Linked DNA regions of Mus musculus: region 1 is linked to region 2. A link is a contact called in public HiCAR-type data. All regions are on one chromosome and are shown on one strand. Each heading gives the region's core, a stretch centred on a gene start, on an enhancer-like site or on the middle of the called end of the contact. The rest is flanking DNA. Distances are from core to core; before and after follow the strand shown. Region 1 holds the start of Icosl (icos ligand). Region 2 holds the start of Lrrc75b (leucine rich repeat containing 75B).

Evidence for each region. HiCAR-type assays count read pairs that join an accessible place to other places.
Region 1: a contact with region 2 is called in a HiCAR-type map of astrocytes, with 3 times the contacts expected there. The contact joins the promoter of Icosl here to the promoter of Lrrc75b in region 2. A contact is called at or near these places in 2 of 39 promoter capture datasets (both in liver) and 1 of 115 datasets of contacts at active chromatin or transcription factors (astrocytes).

What each region holds. Positions count from the first base shown.
Region 1 is chr10:78,067,976-78,070,675 of GRCm38.p6, forward strand. It overlaps Icosl (icos ligand), which reads left to right and starts at 1,393. Exons shown (of 7, transcript NM_015790.3): 1 at 1,393-1,560. The coding sequence starts at 1,550. It overlaps Gm51775 (a long non-coding RNA gene), which reads right to left and starts at 2,500. Exons shown (of 3, transcript XR_003948913.1): 1 at 2,485-2,500.
Region 2 is chr10:75,558,983-75,561,682 of GRCm38.p6, forward strand. It overlaps Lrrc75b (leucine rich repeat containing 75B), which reads right to left and starts at 1,348. Exons shown (of 4, transcript NM_198860.2): 1 at 974-1,348. The coding sequence starts at 1,138. It also overlaps a transcript of Ggt1 not described here.

The sequences.
Region 1 (2,700 bases), core at 143-2,642, 2.5 Mb after region 2:
TTTCTCTCTCTCTCTCTCTCTCTCTCTCTCTCTCTCTCTCTCTCTCTCTCTCCTCTCTCTCTCTCTCCTCTCTCTCTCTCTCTCTCCCCCTCCCTCCCTCCCTCCCTTTCTTTTTTTTTCAAGACAGGGTTTCTCTGTGTAGCCCTGGCTGTCCTGGAACTCACTCTGTAGACCAGGCTGGCCTCGAACTCAGAAATCCACCTGCCTCTGCCTCCCAAGTGTTGGGATTAAAGGCATGCGCCACCACTGCTCGGCTTCTTTTTCTTTTCTTTTCTTTTCTTTTCTTTTCTTTTCTTTTCTTTTCTTTTCTTTTCTTTTCTTTTCCTTTTTTCTTTTTTCTTTTCTTCTTCTCTTCTCTTCTCTTCTCTTCTCTTCTCTTCTCTTCTCTTCTTTCCTCCTCCTCCTCCCCGCCTCCTCCTCCACCTTCTCTTCCTTTTCTTTTTCGAGACAGGGTTTCTCTGTGTAGCCCTGACTGTCCTAGAACTCACTCTGTAGACCAGGCTAGCCTCAGACTCAAGAGATCCACCTGCCTGCCTCTCCCTGGCCTCCCGCATTCTCAATTCACTGGCAGGTGGGGCGGGGAGGGGGCGTGGGGGTTGAGGGAGAGCAGGGAATGGGGTGAGAAGAGAGTCCTGAGCTTAGACACAGGCTCAACGCTTATGAACCGTTAAGGCTCTCCCAGAGTGAGTGCCAGAGAGCACGAGGCTGGGAACAGGATTGCCAAGTCTGGCTGGCTTTGGAGGAGAAAATGGACACTTCATTCTGTGTTCCACAACTTTATCCCTCACCAAGCCTTCGAAGTTGGGTGATGGGAGATCTGGACAAGAGTGGAGCCCGTCTTCTCCTCCCTTTCTCCCTCCTGCTGGCCCCTCTCTCCTCCCACTCGCCTGGCTTTCACTTTTTAATTCCTAGTCGTTAGGTTTTCTGATCATCTACGGTCTTTGGTCAGCCCCAGGTCCGGGCTTTGAACCTTGGTTCATCTTCTACAAGACAGGGCCCAACATCGGGCTCTAAAAGAGGGACGCAGGGACCAGGCCGGGAATGTTCTGGGCAGCGTTGGGGGGGGGGGGGGTGGGGGGTGCAGCGGCTGAGTTTCCTGTCTTCCCACCCTCACCCTAAGCCTCAGTGCCCAGACTTTCGGCCGCACCGGAGCCGGCCCTCCTTTTGCCCTCGCCGGGATCCACAAACCACCCCACACCCTGGCACCTGTAACTCATGCCCAAGTCTCCGACCCTGCTCAGCAGCCGATTGGGTTACTTTCGGGAGCGGGAGAGCGGAGGCGGAGCTCCCCGCCTCCAACCCCCGCTCGGAGGTGGCCGGAGGGATGGGCCGAGGGCGGGATCCCGCCTGTGCCCAATTAGCCAGGCGCGCAGCGCTAGCGAGCGCAGTTACAGCGGGTCTCCTGCCGCCAAAGCCTCAAGAACCCCAGATTTCAGCGCCCCAAGCCTGGAAGCTCCCCAGTTCTTCGTGGCCCCCAACAGCTCCGGAACCCCAGCCGCTGCAACTCTCCGCGTCCGAAATCCAGCACCCCGCAGTCTGCGCTCGCACCATGCAGCTAAAGTGAGTCCGTTCGCTGTTGTGTCCCGTGAGTGGGGTGGGGGAGCCGGGGACCCACCCGAACTAGGACTGAGATTGCCCGACGCTAGCGCAGCGGCTCTGTACCGGCGCAGATGTGCCCAGTTCCGGACGGCTAGCGGCCACACCTGGACCTGCCGGCTTGGACGGCAGGGGGCGGCGCAGGGCTAACCCGCTGCACCCGCGGACCAGACCCCGGCGCGTGGGCGGCTGTAGGCGGAGGAAGGGCAAGAGCCGGTACTGAAGGTGAAAACTCATAGCAGCCATGGGCACTGGCTTAGCCGCCGCCGCCCTTCTCCCTGTTGATTTCCCAGAAGGGAGGATGTGTGTTACCTCAAAGGCCAGCTGATACCCAGTGCATGGGGACAGGACACCTCCTTGTACACTTGACTTCCCTCACAGATCCAGACTGGGCAGGGGAAGTGGGAGGTGTGTAGGAGGGGTGTGTGTGTGTGTGTGAGAGAGAGACAGTTTTGCGCTCCGGCGTTTTGCAAATATTTCCCTCAGGCACTTGTACCGTAGACACTCCATCTCCACTGGCTACTTGCTGAGGTCCTCAGTCCACAAGTGTCCTAACCACAGAGTCTCCAGGGATAGAAAAGGGGAGACCTTGCAGGCTACCGAGTGCCTGCTGGCCAGTGGCTGGCTTGAGTTTGTGGTTTGCCCACTAATCATTCCTGGGGACACCCCCCCCCCCCCGTGTGTGCGTGTGTGTGTGTGTCCATCCATCCCTCCCTGTGGCTTCCCAAGGGTTTCTTTTGAGACAATCTTCTGAGAATTTCAGGGCTGCTGTTGAAAGAGAGGGAGAATTTTTGGTTGGTTGGTTGGTTGGTTGGTTGGTTGGTTGGTTGGTTGGTGTTTTTTTGAGACAGGGTTTCTCTGTGTAGCCCTGGCTGTCCTGGAACTTACTCTGTAGACCAGGCTGGCCTCAAACTCAGAAATCTGCCTGCCTCTGCCTCCCAAGTGCTGGGATTAAAGGCGTGCGCCACCACTGCCTGGCTGAGAGTGAGGTTTTATAAAAGGTGTGTGGGCAACTGTGAAGTGTCTGTGACCTGCTGCAGGGTCTTAGCCCCTATAGAGAGTCTCCATAGAACAGACGGCCTTGGGAGACTAGGCAAACTCTGG
Region 2 (2,700 bases), core at 98-2,597:
CTCTCTCTCTCTCTCTCTCTCTCTCTCTTGCATTATAGGTTGGTCCTGAACTTGCTTTATAGCTGAGGATGACCTTGAACTCCTAATCTCTTGCCTCCCCCTCCCAAGTGATGGGGAATACAAACATACACCACCATGCCTGGTTTATCCTGTTTTCTGGGGACAGAGCTGAGTCCTCTCAAATTCCATAATATCGAACTGCATCCCTAGCCCCGCCTTCTCTCAGCTTTCTGTCTGGGTCCTGGCTCATCATTTCTCCCAGCTTCTCTAACTCTAAGCGGCTACTACCTTCACGGTGGGAGGGAGCATCAGCTACAGCCGAGGGTGAAGAGGCTGAGTAGGAAGTGATTTGCCTAGGGGTCATGCTGGGACAGGCATCCCTGTCTCCCTAGGGCAACTCAGGGCTCAGGAAATCTGGCTAAGGTACCGAATGTGTCTCCCAAAGGGCCAGATGTGGCGATGCAATGTACAAATGTGGTTGTGTATCCTCGGTGGGCTCAAGCTGCCTGTCAGAAAGGTGCGTGCGCTGTGGCTTTGTCTGGGCTGTTATGGTATCTGTCTCCTGACCATCGGGGCTACGCCTCCCAGGACCTCTTCTCCCAGATCTGCTGCTTCCTTTCTTCCTGCAGGATGGGGAGCTGCATTCTTCCCATTGTCCTTTAGTGAGAGATGCCCACTCCGGCTCTCGAAAAGGTCCAAATCTGGGCTCTTAGCTCCAGACTGGAGGTCCCTCAACACACACACTCAACACGTCAGACTTCAAATCCCAGTGTCCCAACGTGCCAGCCCCATCTTTAGCAAGCAATCCACCAGCCCCACCTGGCCCCCCACTTTAATCTGCAACCTCCCTCCAGGCAAGAAGCACAACGCCTGCAAACCCCGCGTGCCGCTAGAAACGCACCCACCCCTGAGCCCGCAACCCCGGCCCCTCCCTGACACCCTCAATCCCGGGCCGCCCCGCTCTTTCTCTCGCCTGGCGCAGGAGGCGCAGCAGCTGCCGAGCGCGCTCCGGCCGCCGCTCCCGAAGCGTGGACTGGATCTCTCGCAGCCAGCGCACCCGGCGCTCGTAGGGCGCGGGCCCCGCACTCGGCGCCGCAGGGGCATCTGCTCTCGCCCGCCGCCCCAGCCGCGCCCCCATGGCCGCCGCGGGCGGGCGCCGGGAGGATGGAAGGGAGGCGGGTTAGCCGCGCCGCGCCCCGCCCGGGATGCGCGGGATGGGCAATGCCGGGTCTACGGCTGCGCGCCCAAGCACTGGCCGCCAGCGTGGAGCCCAGGGTCACTCCTCTTTGGCAGAGGTTTCGTTGTCGAGGGCCCCGCCCGCGTACGACCTGGTGTTGGAGCTCTTCCCGGGAGCAGCCAGGGCGGACGCTGCGGAGGACAAGGTGGCATTTGGCACCTCTCAATCATGTGGCCCCAGTCGGGGCTGACTTGGGGGGGAAAATCGTCGTCTGTCTGTACAAAAAGTGCTTCAGGCGGGTGAGGGTGCTTTAGGCAAAGCCTGCACCCTGTTTCAGGAATCGCCCCTGCAAGCAAGTGGATCCATCTGCCTTGTCCACTCAGTGTGGGTGTTAGCAGCCTCGGCAAATACCGGATGATACTTACTGCTCAGAGGAGGACAGAAGCAGGCCTAGGCAGGCTGAGCATAGTTGGCTTCCTCTGATCCCCCCATGCCTGAGAGATGAACAGGCTAAGCCCAGCTCTGGGCAGCCTGGCGCCAGGCCCTGCATATATGTTCCTGGTTCTAAAGGGTCCCTGACTCCTCTGAAGAGCATCTAGCTCCTGTGGGGGTTTCCTCAGCAGTTCCTGTTGGAAGCCTGATGCTCGATGCAGCCACACACGATCCCGGTTTCTCATATTACAGAGGAGGGGGCTTTTGTGGCTTTGCACTCTAGACTCTGCCCCCCTCACCCCTCCTCCTAATTAAAAAACATGTGTCCGGCCTGAGTCTGGGATGCACGGCGGGGCAAGTGTGCAAGCCTAGCTGAAGGATGTGAGAGTAGACCCATCCTAGGGCATTTAGTGAGAGATACCTGCCAGAATCCTTCCTTTGGGTCAAGCAATGCTTGACCAGAAACTGAAGGTAGAGGTGAGAGACTGGATGTCAGGCTTTGTGATGCCCTAGGACTGAGACCCTCAGACATGGCAGAAGTCAGCATCCTTCCTGATTCTTGGACCTTCTTCCCCCGCTACCCTCCACGCAGCCTCCCATCCCCTCCTCTGCAGCATCATTGTCCTAGGGCCGGCCACCTTGGCACGACAGGTTTCCTCCCTGGCAAACCTGCATGACGACCCAGTCTGCCCTCTGCCAGGGCCAAGGCTGTGGCTGAATTGACAGTGTGCGAATGCCAGAGCTTTGAGCTTCCAGTCCAAGTATCCCAGGGCCTTCTCAGACCCCCTTGTCCAGAGCTGAGAGCCAGGTAAACCCTCTTCTTCCCTGCATCCTCGGGGCTGGAGACAGACATGGATTCCTCCCAGATCCTGACCGTGTTGTTTCCGGAGGCTAAGCCAGGGCTAGGCATCATACCTTGGAGTGCGAGAAGAGGAAGGTGGGAGCCAAGGGGGAGGAGAAAGCAGGGAGGGAGGGAAGGCTGGACACTAAGCTAGAAAGAAAGGAGCTGGCCTGGACTGGAAGTGTCACAATGCCTAGAACTTAGTCCTGTGGCAGGTAGAGGACTGCCCCCACACCCAGCTCCTCCTCTG